2 separate regions of the Pan troglodytes genome follow, and region 1 is linked to region 2. Evidence: chromatin contacts called from public HiChIP or PLAC-seq data. All regions are on one chromosome and are shown on one strand. The core of a region is the stretch at or near the end of the contact, and the rest is flanking DNA. Distances in the headings are between cores, read along the strand shown. Region 1 holds the start of RPL13A (ribosomal protein L13a). Region 2 holds the start of PRMT1 (protein arginine methyltransferase 1).

Region 1 (2,700 bases), core at 159-2,658, 190 kb before region 2:
CTAGAGGCCGGTCCCTTCCTTGGGCCCCTCTCATTCCCTCCCCAGGATGGAGGCAACGCCAGAATCCAGCACCGGCCCCACTTACCCAACTCTGTACAAAGCCCTTGTCCCCATGAAATTGTATATAAATCATCCTTTTCTACCAGCTCTGGCCAGGTCTGTCTATGGATGGGTGTGAATGGGGTAGTTTTGATTTCAGAATCTTGGTTTTTGAATTGCAATGCAATGTTTCATTCAATACTTGTTTTCTGAGGTCCCCTGGAGCCCCGGGCCGGCACTGGGCAATGTCAGAGCCTGGATTTGAGTCAGAACCAGCCCAGTCGCCCCAGGTCTCCTTGGCTATGGACGAGAAGACAAGGGACTCAGCGAGCCTGGGTGCAGGATGCCATAGGCTCCTATGGAGATAGCACAGAGGCAGTGTGAGAGCCCGCGGGGGGCAACTCACCCAGGCAGGGAGAGCAGAGAGGCTTTCCAGAGCCAAATGGCATTGCGATGGTGACAAGCCAGATTTGGAGGGGGTGGGGAGGGCATCCTGGGCAAGGGACCCAGCTGAAGCAAAGGCCGACAGTCCAGAAAGTGAGAAGTTCCTCTGAGGAACGCTCAGTGGATTGGTGCAGCCAAGCAACTAGAAGCCATTCCTTGATCCACTCTTAGAGCCCCTGGGGAAGACCACCTCCATCTGTTTTACAGATGGATAAACTGAGGCCCAGATAAGGCCAAGGGTTTGTCCAGGTCACAGTGAAGTCGACCAGACACAGGAATCCAAATCTCTAAGCCTAGAATGGGCAAGGCGCCGGGGCTCACGCCGGTAATCCCAGCACTTTGGGAGGCCGAAACGGGAGGATCGCTTGAGCCCAGGAGTTTGAGATCAGCCTGGCCAACATGTCAAGACTCCCCCCGTTCCCGGGCCACAACAAAATATATATATGCCAGGCATGGTGGCGCGCCCCTGTAGTCCAAGTTACTCGAGAGGCTGAGGCAGGAGGATCCCTTGAGCCCGGGAAGTGGAGGCTGCGGTGAGCCACGATCGCCCCACAGCACTCTGGTGTGGACAACACAGCGAGACCCTGTCTCACAAAATAAAGTAAGCCCGGACTGAGTGCGGAAAGGCGGGCCTGGCGGGTCTGGTCTCCCCATGCGGGCCACCAGAGGCCCTGCAGCCTTCAGTCGCTTGAAGGGGTAATGGCGCTTCCACTCACAAACATGGCGGACAGAGCGTGTGAACGAGATGAACAGCCCCTCAAAAATATGGCCGCCTAGGCTGGACGGCCGTGCCCCAGCAGCACCGCCTCCGCGCCCCACGTGATCTCTCGCCGGGCACAGCGCTGACCGCGGAGGTCCAACCGGAAGAATGTCCGGATTGGACATTCGGAAGAGGGCCCGCCTTCCCTGGGGAATCTCTGCGCACGCTCAGAACGCTTCGACCAATGAAAACACAGGAAGCGGGCTGCGCAACCGCGTTGCGTCACTTCTGCCGCCCCTGTTTCAAGGGATAAGAAACCCTGCGACAATACCTCCTCCTTTTCCAAGAGGCTGCCGAAGATGGCGGAGGTGCAGGTATGTGCTCCGCGCGGGCCGGGGCGGCAAGGGGCCGGGTGGGATCCAGGCCGGAATGGGGTCGCATCCTCTCTGTCCTCCTGCATGTTTTGCGGAGCTTAACATCCATAATGAAGCAAAATGGAAGTCTTTTGGGATAAGGGGAATCTGTAGGAAATGCCGCGGCTCTCTTTAGGCCTAGGGTTGGCTACAATGTGGCATTTCCTTCTCGAGGCGAGGGTGATAGAGCTTCCAGCACAGGACAGGTATTTTACAACTAGATTTTGCTTACCTGGAACTCGGGTAGTGGGTGGGGGCCCTGGGGTAGAGTCTTGGCCGAATTGGACCGTTGTGTGTCCTCAGCGATGAGGAACACGCGGAAGTGTGGCTGGGCGGTCTCGGGGCAATGAGAAACTGAGTTTTGGCCAAAATGGAAGGTATTTTTATCCCGCTCAGTGCGCGGGCTACTTTGATTTCACGTGGAGGTGTTAATCGGGGTCCCTTGCAGCTCCGGTTCTTTTAATTCTCAATGCCTTTCTGCGGGGGGTCGAGAGCTGTTGGCTGCGGGGCACTCGGGAATGAACTCGTTTTCCGTCGTTTTGGGGATTGGCGATTGTCCTGAGGCTTGTTACTGGAAGTCGAGAGGTGTGATGAATGGTTCCACAAGGATGGGACATCTTTTGGGCCTGACACCTGGGGGCCCTTTCCCTGGCTCCTGGTGTAGCTACTTAAGTATAAAGGAGGGGTTGGCCCTGGAAAGGTTTCTTTGTGAGTAGTCTGTTGGGGCGGGTGACATTTCAGAGCCAGGCCGATCTAGGCAAGTTGTGTTCACCAAGCATGTGTCTTTGTGCCTAGCACAGTTTGCAATGTTTTGCGTAGTTCAGTTAACCATATTCCTGAGGCAGATATTGGTATCCTTATTTTACAGAGGAGGAAATTAAATTGGAATTGGTGATTTTGGGCCAAGGTCACGACTTCAGGAAGTCTGTCTGGATTTTAGAGTCTTTGTACCAACGCTTACAAAGCATGTGTAACAACCAGTGTGTGCTTCATGCTTTTGCATTAAAACAATGAGGATTTCTACTTTTAGTGTTTTTTCTGAGACAGAGTCTCGCTGTGACACCCAGGCTGGAGTGCAATGGTGCGATCTTGGCTCATTGCAAC
Region 2 (2,753 bases), core at 114-2,613:
GTGCCTGTAATCCCAGCTACTTGGGTGACTGAGGCACGAGACTCGCTTGAACCCGGGAGGCAAGAGGTTGCAGTGAGTTGAGATCACGCCACTGCACTCCAGCCTGGGCAACAGAGCGAGACTCCGTCTCAAAAAAAAAAAAATTGTAGAAATGGGGTCTCCCTTATGTTGCCCAGGCTGGTCTCCACCTCCTGGGCTCAAGCGATCCTCCTACCTTGGCATCCCAAAGTCCTGGGATCACAGGCATGAGTCACTGTGCCTGGGTGGTTTGTCTCCTTTATAGGGCCATATCCCCCTTCACAGAGTAATGTTTGTAAATTAATAAAGTGAAATGTACAGGATTACAAACCGAACCAATTACAGTTGATCCTCAGTATTTGTAGATTATTTGCAAATTTGCATCCTTGCTACAATGTATTCATACCCCAAAAATTAAGGCAGTGCTTTTGTGGTGTTTTGGAGGGCAATGCTTATGCACAGAGCTGCAACAAGCTAAAGACCTGATGTGCATATTTGCATCCTTGCTACAATGTATTCATACCCCAAAAATTAAGGCAGTGCTTTTGTGGTGTTTTGGAGGGCAATGCTTATGCACAGAGCTGCAACAAGCTAAAGACCTGATGTGCATATTTGCAGCTGGGCTCCTCTTGCTTCAGCTCAAACACTGGAAACAAATGTCCTTTTCTTGGTTTGTTTAGTGCCATGCTTTTCAATTTTTTTTTTTTTTTTTTTTTTTTAAGTTAGAGTCTCGGTCTGTCGCTCGAGCTGGAGTGCAATGGCTTCATCCTGGCTCACTGCAACCTCCACCTCCTGAGCTCAAGCGATTCTCCTGCCTCAGCCTCCCAAGTAGCTGGGATTACAGGCGTGTGCCACCAGTCCTGGCTAATTTTTTTATTTTTATTTTTATTTATTTTATTTTATTATTTTTTGAGATGGAGTCTCGCTGTGTCGCCTAGGCTGGAGTGCAGTGGCACCATCTCAGCTCACTGCAACCTCTGCCTCCCGGGTTCACCTGATTCTCCTGCCTCAGCCTCTGGAGCAGCTGGGACTACAGGCGCCCACCACCACACCCGGCTAATTTTTGTTTTTTTAGTAGAGACGGGGGTTTCACCATATTGGCTAGGCTGGTCTCGAACTCCTGAGCTTGTGATCCGCCCACCTCAGCCTTCCAAAATGCTGGGATTACAGGCGTGAGTCACCGCGCCCGGCCAAATTTTTTTTTTTTTTTTTTTTTTTTTGAGACAAGAGTCTCGCTGTGTCACCCAGGCTGGAGTGCAGTGGCGCGATCTCAGCTCACTGCAAGCTCCGCCTCCCGGGTTCACGCCATCCTCCTGCCTAAGCCTCCACGCCCGGCTAATTTTTTGTATTTTTAGTAGAGACGGGGGTTTCACCATGTTAGCCAGGATGGTCTCGACCTCCTGACCTTGTGATCCACCCGCCTCGGTCTCCCAAAATGCTGGGCTTACAGGCGTGAGCCACCGCGCCCGGCCGCCCGGCGTAATTTTTGTATTTTTAATAGAAATGGGGGTTTCACAATGTTGCCCAGACTGGTCTCGAACTCCTGATGTCAAGTGATCCGCCTGTCTCCGCCTCCTAAAGTGCTGGAATTACACCCGTGAGCCATCGCGCCCGAACCCTATTGTAAATTTTAAGTCTCAGGCGTTTGCCAGCGGCACGCCAGAGTATAGCCTGCGCGGAGGCCCAGAAACCAAAGAGCGAGCTCATTCCGGGATTGGAGAGAAGTGTGAGCAGAGGGAGGGATCGGGGAGAGGAGGGGCAGGACCCACGCATTCGGCCCTTTGCATTCAGCTTCATTCAACTAGGAACTTTTTCTGCAAATCAAGGAAAGCTTCCCGGAGGAAGTGGTGCCTAAGCTGTGCTCTGATTCACGTTTAGAAGCTGACCAGACAAAGAGAGGTGGGCGTTCCTGGCAGGGGGAGGGACTTGGCAAAAACCAAGTGGCTTGAGAGGGGTTGATGGTTTTAAAAAACTTGGAATGATTATGTCAAGGGCTAGGGATTTAATGTGTTGACGACGGACTCCTATTCCTCACTTGCTTCGGGACCCCAGCTATGCCCTTCGTCTCTCTGGGCCTCTCACCGATTCCGTTTTTCCCCCAGGTAATGAGAACAAGCTCCCTTTTTCCTCCAGACTCCCCCCGGGTTGGGAGGATCCACCGAGTGGACGAGGAGTGATAATTCCTTTGAGCCAATCGTTGGTGCCTGAAGCCCCGCCTTCTTCCCCACCCGTGGGCCATTTGCCGTGTTCTCCTTGAGGCCGGCCGCTTGGCGAGGGTGGGCCAAAGGCTGCGTGACGTCGCTTCCGGATAAACCAATGGCAGCGATTAGGAGGCGGGTCGTTTTGGTGATGGACAGGTGTTTCAAGACGCCCCTTTAGCGCGGGGCTCCCCGGGAAGCTTTGAGGCGGTGCTGGGTGTAAAGGGGAGGGCATTCCTGGTGGATTTTGCCCAATCACCAGTCGCGCTTCTTGCAATAGACGGGCAGTTTTCCCCATCCCGGGTCGACTTGAGGGGGCGGGATTCTGGACGCCGGAGTTGGCAAACCCCTGACCTATGATGGACGTATTCTCTAGCCAATTACTAGACGGTATTCTCAGACGGGCCGCCTCCATTGCCAATGAAATCTTCCAGCGGGGTCGCGGTAGGCGGGCCGCGGACCCTCTGGTATAAGGCGGTCCCGGGGGAGTGAGGAGAAAGGGGGGGTCTTGGCGGCCGGAGGAGGAGTAGGTGCGGG

What was found. HiChIP or PLAC-seq counts read pairs in DNA pulled down with a chosen protein or histone mark.
Region 1: a contact with region 2 is called in an H3K4me3 HiChIP or PLAC-seq map of stem cell-derived excitatory neurons, with 2.2 times the contacts expected there. The contact joins the promoter of RPL13A here to the promoter of PRMT1 in region 2.

What each region holds. Positions count from the first base shown.
Region 1 is chr20:52,439,046-52,441,745 of NHGRI_mPanTro3-v2.0_pri, forward strand. It overlaps RPL13A (ribosomal protein L13a), which reads left to right and starts at 1,409. Exons shown (of 8, transcript XM_512821.9): 1 at 1,409-1,557. The coding sequence starts at 1,543. It overlaps FLT3LG (fms related receptor tyrosine kinase 3 ligand), which reads left to right. Exons shown (of 8, transcript XM_016936544.4): 8 at 1-145. The coding sequence ends at 116.
Region 2 is chr20:52,626,498-52,629,250 of NHGRI_mPanTro3-v2.0_pri, forward strand. PRMT1 (protein arginine methyltransferase 1) reads left to right here and starts at 1,364. Exons shown (of 12, transcript XM_063802089.1): 1 at 1,364-1,744; 2 at 1,845-1,917.